Regions from separate parts of the Mus musculus genome. Here region 1 is linked to region 2. A link is a contact called in public Hi-C data. All regions are on one chromosome and are shown on one strand. The core of a region is the stretch at or near the end of the contact, and the rest is flanking DNA. Distances in the headings are between cores, read along the strand shown. Region 1 holds the start of 4930596I21Rik (RIKEN cDNA 4930596I21 gene). Region 2 has its middle 32 kb from the start of Dennd1b.

Evidence for each region. A called contact is a pair of places that touch in the nucleus more often than the background predicts.
Region 1: a contact with region 2 is called in a Hi-C map of CD8 T cells, with 1.6 times the contacts expected there. The contact joins the promoter of 4930596I21Rik here to the enhancer-like site in region 2. A contact is called at or near these places in 1 of 15 datasets of contacts at CTCF or cohesin (CD8 T cells), 3 of 484 Hi-C or Micro-C datasets (CD8 T cells and Th1 cells) and 2 of 115 datasets of contacts at active chromatin or transcription factors (effector CD8 T cells and pancreatic cancer cells).

The regions. Positions count from the first base shown.
Region 1 is chr1:138,975,701-138,980,265 of GRCm38.p6, reverse strand. 4930596I21Rik (RIKEN cDNA 4930596I21 gene) reads right to left here and starts at 2,609. Exons shown (of 3, transcript NR_108103.1): 1 at 2,384-2,609; 2 at 2,026-2,174; 3 at 1,020-1,104. All of the region lies in intron 2 of Dennd1b (DENN/MADD domain containing 1B), which reads right to left.
Region 2 is chr1:138,929,563-138,934,257 of GRCm38.p6, reverse strand. No RefSeq gene overlaps it. Among named protein-coding and RNA genes, the nearest start is that of Dennd1b, 32 kb to the left of the region's middle. Within about 2 kb of position 3,162, at least 46 of the 459 cell types and tissues checked have an H3K27ac peak or open chromatin away from gene starts, as enhancers often do. A contact at or near this core is called in CD8 T cells and effector CD8 T cells, where this site is marked.

The sequences.
Region 1 (4,565 bases), core at 1,360-3,859, 47 kb before region 2:
TTGTTTATATATCTCCCCCGAACCCTGGGCCTCTCACTCCTTTTATACTCTCAGTTCCCATCCACGCACAGCAGGCCACGCCACCTCACCAGGCATGCAGCTTCAGCTAATCAGGGCAGCAGGGGCAAATCTCCACCAAATTGGATTCACCTGTATCCTGGTACACCTGCGCAGCACTCAAGATGTTTGTGTCTTATATGAGGAAGTCAGGTGCAAGTCATATGACTTAGCTGCAGTCTCTGGCGCCTTTGGGACTGCCGCCACACCCGCTCCCCACAATTCCCCCTTTTTTCTTTTTTTTTTTTTTTTTTTTTTTATTTATTTATTATATGTAAGTACACTGTAGCTGTCTTCAGACACTCCAGAAGAGGGCATCAGATCTCATTACGGGTGGTTGTGAGCCACCATGTGGTTGCTGGGATTTGAACTTCGGACCTTCGGAAGAGCAGTCGGGTGCTCTTACCCACTGAGCCATCTCACCAGCCCCCGTGAGTTTCGGCACCACTTGTTGCGTGCTCAACTGGCCAGGAAGAACGACGCTGCTACAGGATCCTTCTGCACACGTTTATTCAGTCCTGTTTCTTCTTTCTCTATATTTCCCTTGTTTATATCTCCCTTGTTTATATCTCTCCCTTGTTTTTATATCTCCCTTGTTTTTATATCTCCCTTGTTTTTATATCTCCCTTGTTTTTATATCTCCCTTGTTTTTATATCTCCCTTGTTTATATATCTCCCCCGAACCCTGGGCCTCTCACTCCTTTTATACTCTCAGTTCCCATCCACGCACAGCAGGCCATGCCCCCTCGCCAGTCACGAGGCTTCAGCTAATCAGGGCAGCAGGGGCAAATCTCCACCAAATTGGATTCACCTGTATCCTGGTACACCTGCGCAGCACTCAAGATGTTTGTGTCTTATATGAGGAAGTCAGGTGCAAGTCATATGACTTAGCTGCAGTCTCTGGCGCCTTTGGGACTGCCGCCACACCCGCTCCCCACAGTAGGCAAAGACAGCTATATTCCATTGTGTAAATGTACCATATTTTCTTTATCCAATCTTTATTCAAGCAATGTTGTTTCCAGTTTCTGGCTATTATGAATAAAAATGCTATAAACACAAAAAGAAAAAAAAAAGAAAGAAAGTTATAAACAAATCCAGATGTCGACGTGATGTCATTAGTAGATAGGCTTGCATTTACTACCTTTCTAATTATAAACTGCAGTCCAGACTGACATTCCTAATCCAAAACTCTGAACACACCCTCAAACTCTGACACCACAAGCATCAGCACGGCATCGCAGGTGGCAACGTCCACATCTGACCTCCTCGAGCGCTAACCCAGCGCTTGGGTACCAAGACAGAAGGATTACCAGAGGTGATTTAAATAGTGAGTTCCATGCCAATTCAGGACTGAGACATTGTCTCAAAACACCAAAAGGTATAAACAAGCTCTGTGTGTTTGTGTGTGTGTGTGTGTGCACAGACATATATATGTATATATACCTTCAATAATTTATATATGGGGCTGGTGAGATGGCTCAGTGGGTAAGAGCACCCGACTGCTCTTCTGAAGGTCCGGAGTAAAAATCCCAGCAACCACGTGGTAGCTCACAACCATCTGTAACAAGAACTGACTCTTCTGGAGTGTCTGAAGACAGCTACATATAATAAATAAATAAATCTAAAAAAATTATATATGTATATATATAATGTATTATAAATTAACTTCAGCTATAAATAAATTAAATCTTATTTTAAATTTTGGTTCCTTTCCCAGATATGGCACATGAATGTATGAATATGCATATTATATGTATGTATGTGTGTATATATGTATTATATGTATATATTTAAAATCTAAAATGATACTCAATTATTTTATATATAGGTAAAATTTACACATACACACACACATACATATACCCAAAAATATTCCAAATTTTGAAAAACTCTGAAATGCAAAACAGTCCTTCCCAAAATTTCATAACCTCTTGTTAGGATTGATTTTTATAGAACTTAGCTGATTACCTCAGATCCCTCAATTGATACTCTCCTTTACTTGTGTAATGTCTTCACTCTCAACAGACTCATAACAACTTGTGAGCTTCTCAACATTGACTCTTAGAAGTTTGACAACTTACAAACATAAGGTACTCCCATCTTACTAGGATTTGCATCTGTGAACATTTGGGGCGGGGGATGAACAAGAAAGGTATGTCCGGGTGGAGGTACAGCAGTGGCAAGGCATGTCCCTAGCATCGCAAGGCCAAGGATCATATCCCCAGTGCTAGAATATGAGGGAGGGGGCAAGAGAGGAGAGGAGGGCACAGAAGGGAAGGAGAAGGGAGGAAGGGCAGAGCCACAGCTAATGTCTTCCTTGTCTCACCTGAAACACACACAAGTTTAACTGGTGCTATCACTATGGTGATGCAGACTTCTCTGCCAAATTTCTCTTGTAGTACAAAACTAATTTCTGAGCTCAGAATAGCTCAGAGTCTTCAGTCTGCCCCTAATGCTTCCACAACACTAAATAGGAGAGGTGGAAGAAGCCAGTCGCTGACTTCCATGAAGCTGCCCCTTCTTCCAGGTTGACAGTTCTTATTCAAGCGATTAGAATCTTAACACAGATAACCACCACAGAGCTTAGGAACCAAATAAACACTTCTGCTTCTAGAACGTTCAGCAGCACAATTTACAAAACTCTTCTCCACAACTATGTTCTTGGGTCTCATAAAAACTGAATATGGCATGCAAAGGTCTTACAAATATAAAAATGAAAGCAATTCAAGTCAAAGGACTTGGCCAATAACATGCTCCTAGTCAGTAGTGCATTCATTATCAAAGGCACGGCAACAGCAAAGGGTTAGGACAGGCACACCTGCCTCACCGGCCATACCCAGCAAAATGATACACTGTACGCAGAATACTATGGATCTAACTATGTCTTTAACTGTGAGTCTGAAATCAGACAAATATTTACATATTTGAATCCTGTGTCAAAACAAGTAATGCATGTCAACATTACTATTATTAGGATAAGCATTCGATGTCACTACAAATACTATAATTGCCATTAAACATTAGCATGTTATAATTTTTCCTATCAATTTCCAGCCTACATTTCTTTATTAACACATCTAGATTTTTTCACAGTAAACATACAATCTTGATAAAAATGCTGCCCCTTACTGTCAAGATTGCACTGCAGGTATTCATCATGAAGCCACGTGTGTCAGCAAAACAATAAGCACCAAAACTTAGTGTTTACGTCCTCTGTGGTAATAAAATGTGTGTGTGTGTGTGTGTGTGTGTGTGTGTGTGTGTGTGTGTAAGGTAGATAGATAGATAGATAGACAGATAGATAGATAGTAAATGTGATAACAGTTTATTAATCCAAATAAATTAAGTTCATTAGTTGCTTTACAACTATTACAGAAATACTATTTGACTTATAGGAAAAAATTAAGTTATTCAAGATCTTTAAAAGCAATCCCAAAATATTTACAATTTCCTGCTCCATAACTGGGACCTGAAATACTTAGACTCTAACAGGAACTATTTCTAATTCCCTTCTAAAGCATTTTTATGCATACTATCTCAGGAACAACACAATACACAGACCCTAAAGATATGTCTTGTTCCTAAGCATTAAACACACCTATATGGATGGACAGATTGCTCAATGGTTGAACACTATTGCCTAGGACTAGAGTTCAAGTCCAACACCACCCTGAGGTGCCCCCTCAGGCACCTGCATTCCTGTGCACACATCCATACACAGGCACACACATACACATAATTAGAAATAATAAATCTTTGCAAGCACAAACACACCTGAATAGGTGGAGTCTAAATCTAGCTAATGTTAAGGCCTAGAAGGCACATAAATAAATAGTAGTTGGCTATATTTCACAGCTGCTCGGGAAACAAAGTATTAAGCCTGCTTGATGGTAATTAATTATAAATGTGATGACCAAACACACCCTTATAGGACTGCATTTCTTCTACCAACCCCAGAAATATCTACTTCTGAAATGACTAATTTCTGGAAACTTACACATGACAGATAACCACTGAATATACTATCCTGATAGCTATATGCTTTTTTTTTTTACAGGTTCGAGTGGCAAATAAGAAGGAACTGAAAGAGGAAGGGCCTTGTCTGATCTTTATCATTTCTGCCTACCAAGTCACAGTCTGTGGTTTATCACAGTCCTACTTTAAAATGTCTTAAATGGAGCACCCATTTGATGTGATGATCAAGATCTGCAACCCTTCAGTCTTTTACATTGACATTTTCTAAAAGATTTCAAAATCCCCACTAGACTTGAGGAGTACAAATCTTATTCTAATTTCACTTTTGCCAAGTAATTCTGAACACCATTCATTCATATACAACTTCCCAAGGTCTCAAGTGAGGCCAGCACTTGACTTCAACAGCTGAAAATCTAGTGGACAACACTCAGGATGTCAGTGGCCTAAATTACTCTTCACCTTGTTGGTGTTGTTTTGAAATTCTGTTAACTTCATTTTCCAAACTACGTGTTTATAAAGAAAGCAAGTTTGAT
Region 2 (4,695 bases), core at 1,913-4,412:
CTAAAGCAATTGACCAGGAAACTAGGAGACTGTATGCCAGCATTCAAAAGGACACTTGTTAGAAACAGAAAAGGCAATTCACGAAGCCTTCTAAGAAAAGCTGAGCTGGTCTGGTAGTGGGAGCAATTCATCCCAACACTTGGGAGACAGAGGCAGTTGAATCTCTGTGAGTTCGAGGCCAGCCTGGTCTTAGAGAGTACCAGACTAGCCAAGGCTACTTCGTGAGACTCTATCAAAACTTTTTTTTTTCCCCCCAAGAAAGACAAAATTATTTGTACCAAGATACAAATTAATTTCAGCCACTGTTTAGTCTATCACAAAGTCATTAGAGGCAACATGCACTTCAGAAGAAAGCAGTTAAAAATAAGTGATATTTTACTTACTTATTTTTGAGATAGGGGACACACTAGGTATTCCTGGTGGGTCTGAATCTAAACCGATACAGGTAGGCAGAGCACCTCTTTGTGCTTAACATCCTGAAGCTGCAGTTAAGTTCTTCTAGATATATCAGAAATTAATAATTGGATGCTTTTCCAAATTGCCATATGTATGTACTAATTAACTATATATATTGTGATATATATATATATATATATTATCATTATAACATCCCTTGGTTGTGACTTTAAAGTAACCCCTCCCATGGACCTCTCAAGAGCATCATCCAAAGAAACACACTAAACAGTGACTCTGTCTTCTCTGATGTGGGAAGGGGAAAAAGGTCACCTTACCCATAAATGTGACACCTCATTCCTACATGTTTACTGAAACTTTATAAAAGCCCACACCACACCACAGATCTGACTGTGCTGCTGTCTACACCACCATCCTTTCCAGACTTTTTTTTTTTTTTTTTTTTTTTGGAGTATGTGCTTTACTCTACTTTGCTTAACTGAATTCTCCCAATTAAGATGATAAGAACTAAGGTGAAACCTCTCCCTGATACTGTGTGCAACAAGACATTGTTGTTGTCATTTTCATCGAGGTCATCATAGTGGCGGAGGTCATCGTCATCGTCATCATCATCATCATTATCATCGTCGTCATCGTCATCATCAGGTTGCTAAGGCTCATCCAAACAATTAAAAATATCTTCTTTAACTTAAGAAAACTAAACGAGGGGACCAGTTTACTTTAAGGACGAAGGATAGGTTCTGTACAATGCAGAAAACCCTCATCCACAGTAGTAGGTATTCCAGGGGGAAATGCCCAAGATGCCGACTCTGAGATGGAGGTCAGCATTCTGGAAGCTTATTAGGGAATGTTATTTTGAAAGGAAGGAAAAGCTGAGCTATAATGGGGTCTCAGAAAAGGTGCTATGACTTACACAGGGTTCATTTGCTGAAGCTTAGGCTCTAAATAGCAGACTCCAGAAATGGTGGACTCTGTAGGAGGTGGAACCTCAGGGGAATAATTAAACCAAAGGGCTCTAACCTTAAGGGATTAAGGACCGTGCCACAAGAGTGAGGCGGTTCTTTAGGGACTGAATTAAGTACAGTGAGAGCGGTTTGTTATAAAGTAAGACTACCTTGTGCTTTATCTGTTCTCTGTATGCCCCTTACTCCTGGCTGCTGGTCCTACCATGTGACGTCATTCAGTATCTTATGAAATGTCACAAAATTCATATCATGAATTACTTCAGCTTCTATAAGAACACAACTTTTCTTTCCCAAGTCTCAAGTATTTTGGTAGAGAAACACAGAAGGCCTCTTAGCCAATCCTACAAGGAACTCCAATCATGGCTAGATCTCCAGCGGGTGGTAGAAATTGTTGGTGACATCCACATGGTCATGTTTTTGAAACCATGAAAAATACAAGAGTGAGGGGATTGTGGAAATTGAGGCTAGACACTGTACAGCAACGCTGGAGCTAATGAACAGAAGCTCTACAAGACCATCACGAGATCATGATAAGTGAGAAATGTGTAGACCCTTGAGTTTTGATGAGATGCTGGGACCCTAAGACATCCATAGAGGAGATCTGCTGGTGTCCAATGGAGCCAGTCTATGCGACAGATACAAGCTGTGTGCATTTTAGTTAGCAGGGCTGGAAGACTGAAAATGCCTGGCCTTTTGGAGCTCATGATTACACTAGAAGTCTCAGATGTCAGACGTTTCTGTGCTATATTTGGTCAGCTTCTTTCATGGTACAGTTTTTGGCTTTTGAAATTAGACTTTTTTAAAGGCTTATTTATTTTATGTATATTAGCATGCTGTTGCTGACACACCAGAAAAGGCCATCAGATCCTATTATAGATGGTTGTGAGCCATCATGTGGTTGCTGGGAATTGAACTCACAACTTCTAGAAGAGCAGCTGGTGTTCTTAACTGCTGAGCCATTTCTCCAGCCTGAAATAAGACTCTTTATTCTGCACTATTATAGAAACCCTTTGCTCTGTGCTACCATATGTAGGAAGTACGTAACTTATGTTCAGTTCTGTAGACATTCAGTTGAGAGTCTTAGGACTTTTAAAACATGGGAACTGTTAATGACTGTGGGGACTTTTAAGGTTAGTATATAGAAACCTTACATTTTGGACTGATATTTATTTATTTATTTATTTATTTATTTATTTTATTATAAGGTGCCCATGAGCTTATGTGACAGGGATTATGACTTAAAGTTATATGTTTGTGTGTCAGGTTGACAAGGAGTGGAGTTGTAGATTAAATTGTCAACCTGACACAATAAAACTACCTGGGAGAAGGGCTTCAGAGAATGTCCAAGAGGGAGTTTCTTAGTTATGTTCATTGATATGAGCAGACCCACCCAAGGTGAACTTCCCCATTCCCTTGGCTTGGAATCCTGAACAGTGTCAGAGTGGAAAACACGAGTGCTTAACTCACACCTCCCTGCTCTGAATGTGAATGTAGTGTGACTGGCTAGTTTAAGTTCTTGCCGGCTTAATTTCCCAGCAATGAGGATTGAAACCTGAAATTCTTAACCTGAAATTGCTAACCCTAACCCTTTCTCTCTTAACTTGCTTTTAACAGAGCAGGGTTTTATTTATTTATTTATTTATTTATTTATTTATTTATTATCAAAACCAGAAAAGAAGCTGAAACGTCTTTGGAAGCCAGCTTCACTGGGGCTGAGTCATTTGTAGTTTCTGAAGAGATCTGTAATTGAAGACTGACTCTCTGACACCCACACTGGTTGCGGTTGGGAGACACTGTGGTTTTCATATGAAATACACCCCCCACAGGCTCCTCTGTTCATTCTTGTTCTAGCTCTTGGGGCTATTTTGGGAGGTGACAGAAATTCTAGGAGGTGGACCTTACTTCAGGAACTGATCCACTGAGAGTTTTCCTGGTCTCTTCCGGGCTCTCTAGTCCTAACTGCCATGCTATAACACAGTAGCCTCCCACCTCCTCCACACACTCCCTTTGCCATTATGACCAGCCTGCCTCTGGCCCAAAATAATGGAGCCAGCTGCTCTCAGAGTAAACTAACTGAAGCCATCAGGCAAAATAACTGCTTCCTCCTCTTTCTTAAGGTTGCTTAGGCCAGGTCGTCTATCATGACAAAAAAAAAAAAAAAAAGGTTACCGGAAGATAAGCTGTTTGCTCCTGGAGGTATAATTCATCCCAGTGCCCACCACAGAAATGTCAAAGCATTAAAATTAAGAAATCTACGACTAAGCATTAGAATCTGGGAACTACATGAGAGAAAACAGCTGAAAGGGAGATACTTAGTAGGATGGGGAAAGGGGAGGAAGGAAGGGGGCAGGTATTGCTGTTTTCATTACAAGACAAGAAGTTCTGAGGAACACTGAAACTAAGTGCCTGAAAGCTAAAGTGTGGGCAGTTCTTAGTTTTAAGCACAGGTAAGGAAGTGGCCCTAAGGCGTGTGTCGCTATAATGACCGTAGTCCTGACTCCTATGAAGACCAGAGGTCACAATGTGGAAAAGGACGGAGGTAAAGCTTCCTGAGAGGAGGAAAATGAGGGCTTAAAAAAAAAAAAAAACACTCTGCACAAGAATGTGGAAGAGCAGCTCCAAGGCCAAGCAGCTGGATGGCTTTGCAAAGGGAAGTAAGAGGAGCTTTTAAAAGGTGACTCTCTAGGGTGGGGATTCAGCCCGGCTGTTGGACTCTCTAAAATACCAGGACCCTGGACTGATGCCCAGCACTCATCACTGGTCGATGGTTCATTGTGGTGTGGCTGGGACAATATGACAGGAAGGTGATATGCTGATCTGTGTCTGCATCTTAGTTTAACAGACTGTCCCATCCAGGTACAATGTAAGCTCCACTTCCACTCCAGAATGAGCTTGCAACTTTTCTCCTTAGAATATCGAGCAATATGAATTCCCAAAAATGTGCGTCACTGTTTCCAGAGCAGAGGGGTCACTGTCTTTTTCTTTAGCGTAAAAGGCTAGGAGGATGGTGTTTCACGTGCTAGCCTCTGATCTGGCTTTGTGTTGAGAGCTATGGAAGCAAAGCCTGCCTTGGAAGTTGTTCTACAACTGGGGCTGGAGAGATGACTTAGCCGTTAAGGGTCAAAGGTTAGGAGAACTGGAGATTGGTCCCCAGTACCCACATGGTAGCTTACAACCTTCTGTAATTCCAGTTCCAGGGAAATCCAATGCCCTCTTCGAGCCTTCCCGAGCACCAGGCATGCACATGATACACATACATACATACATACATACATACATACACACACACACACACACACACACACACACACACACA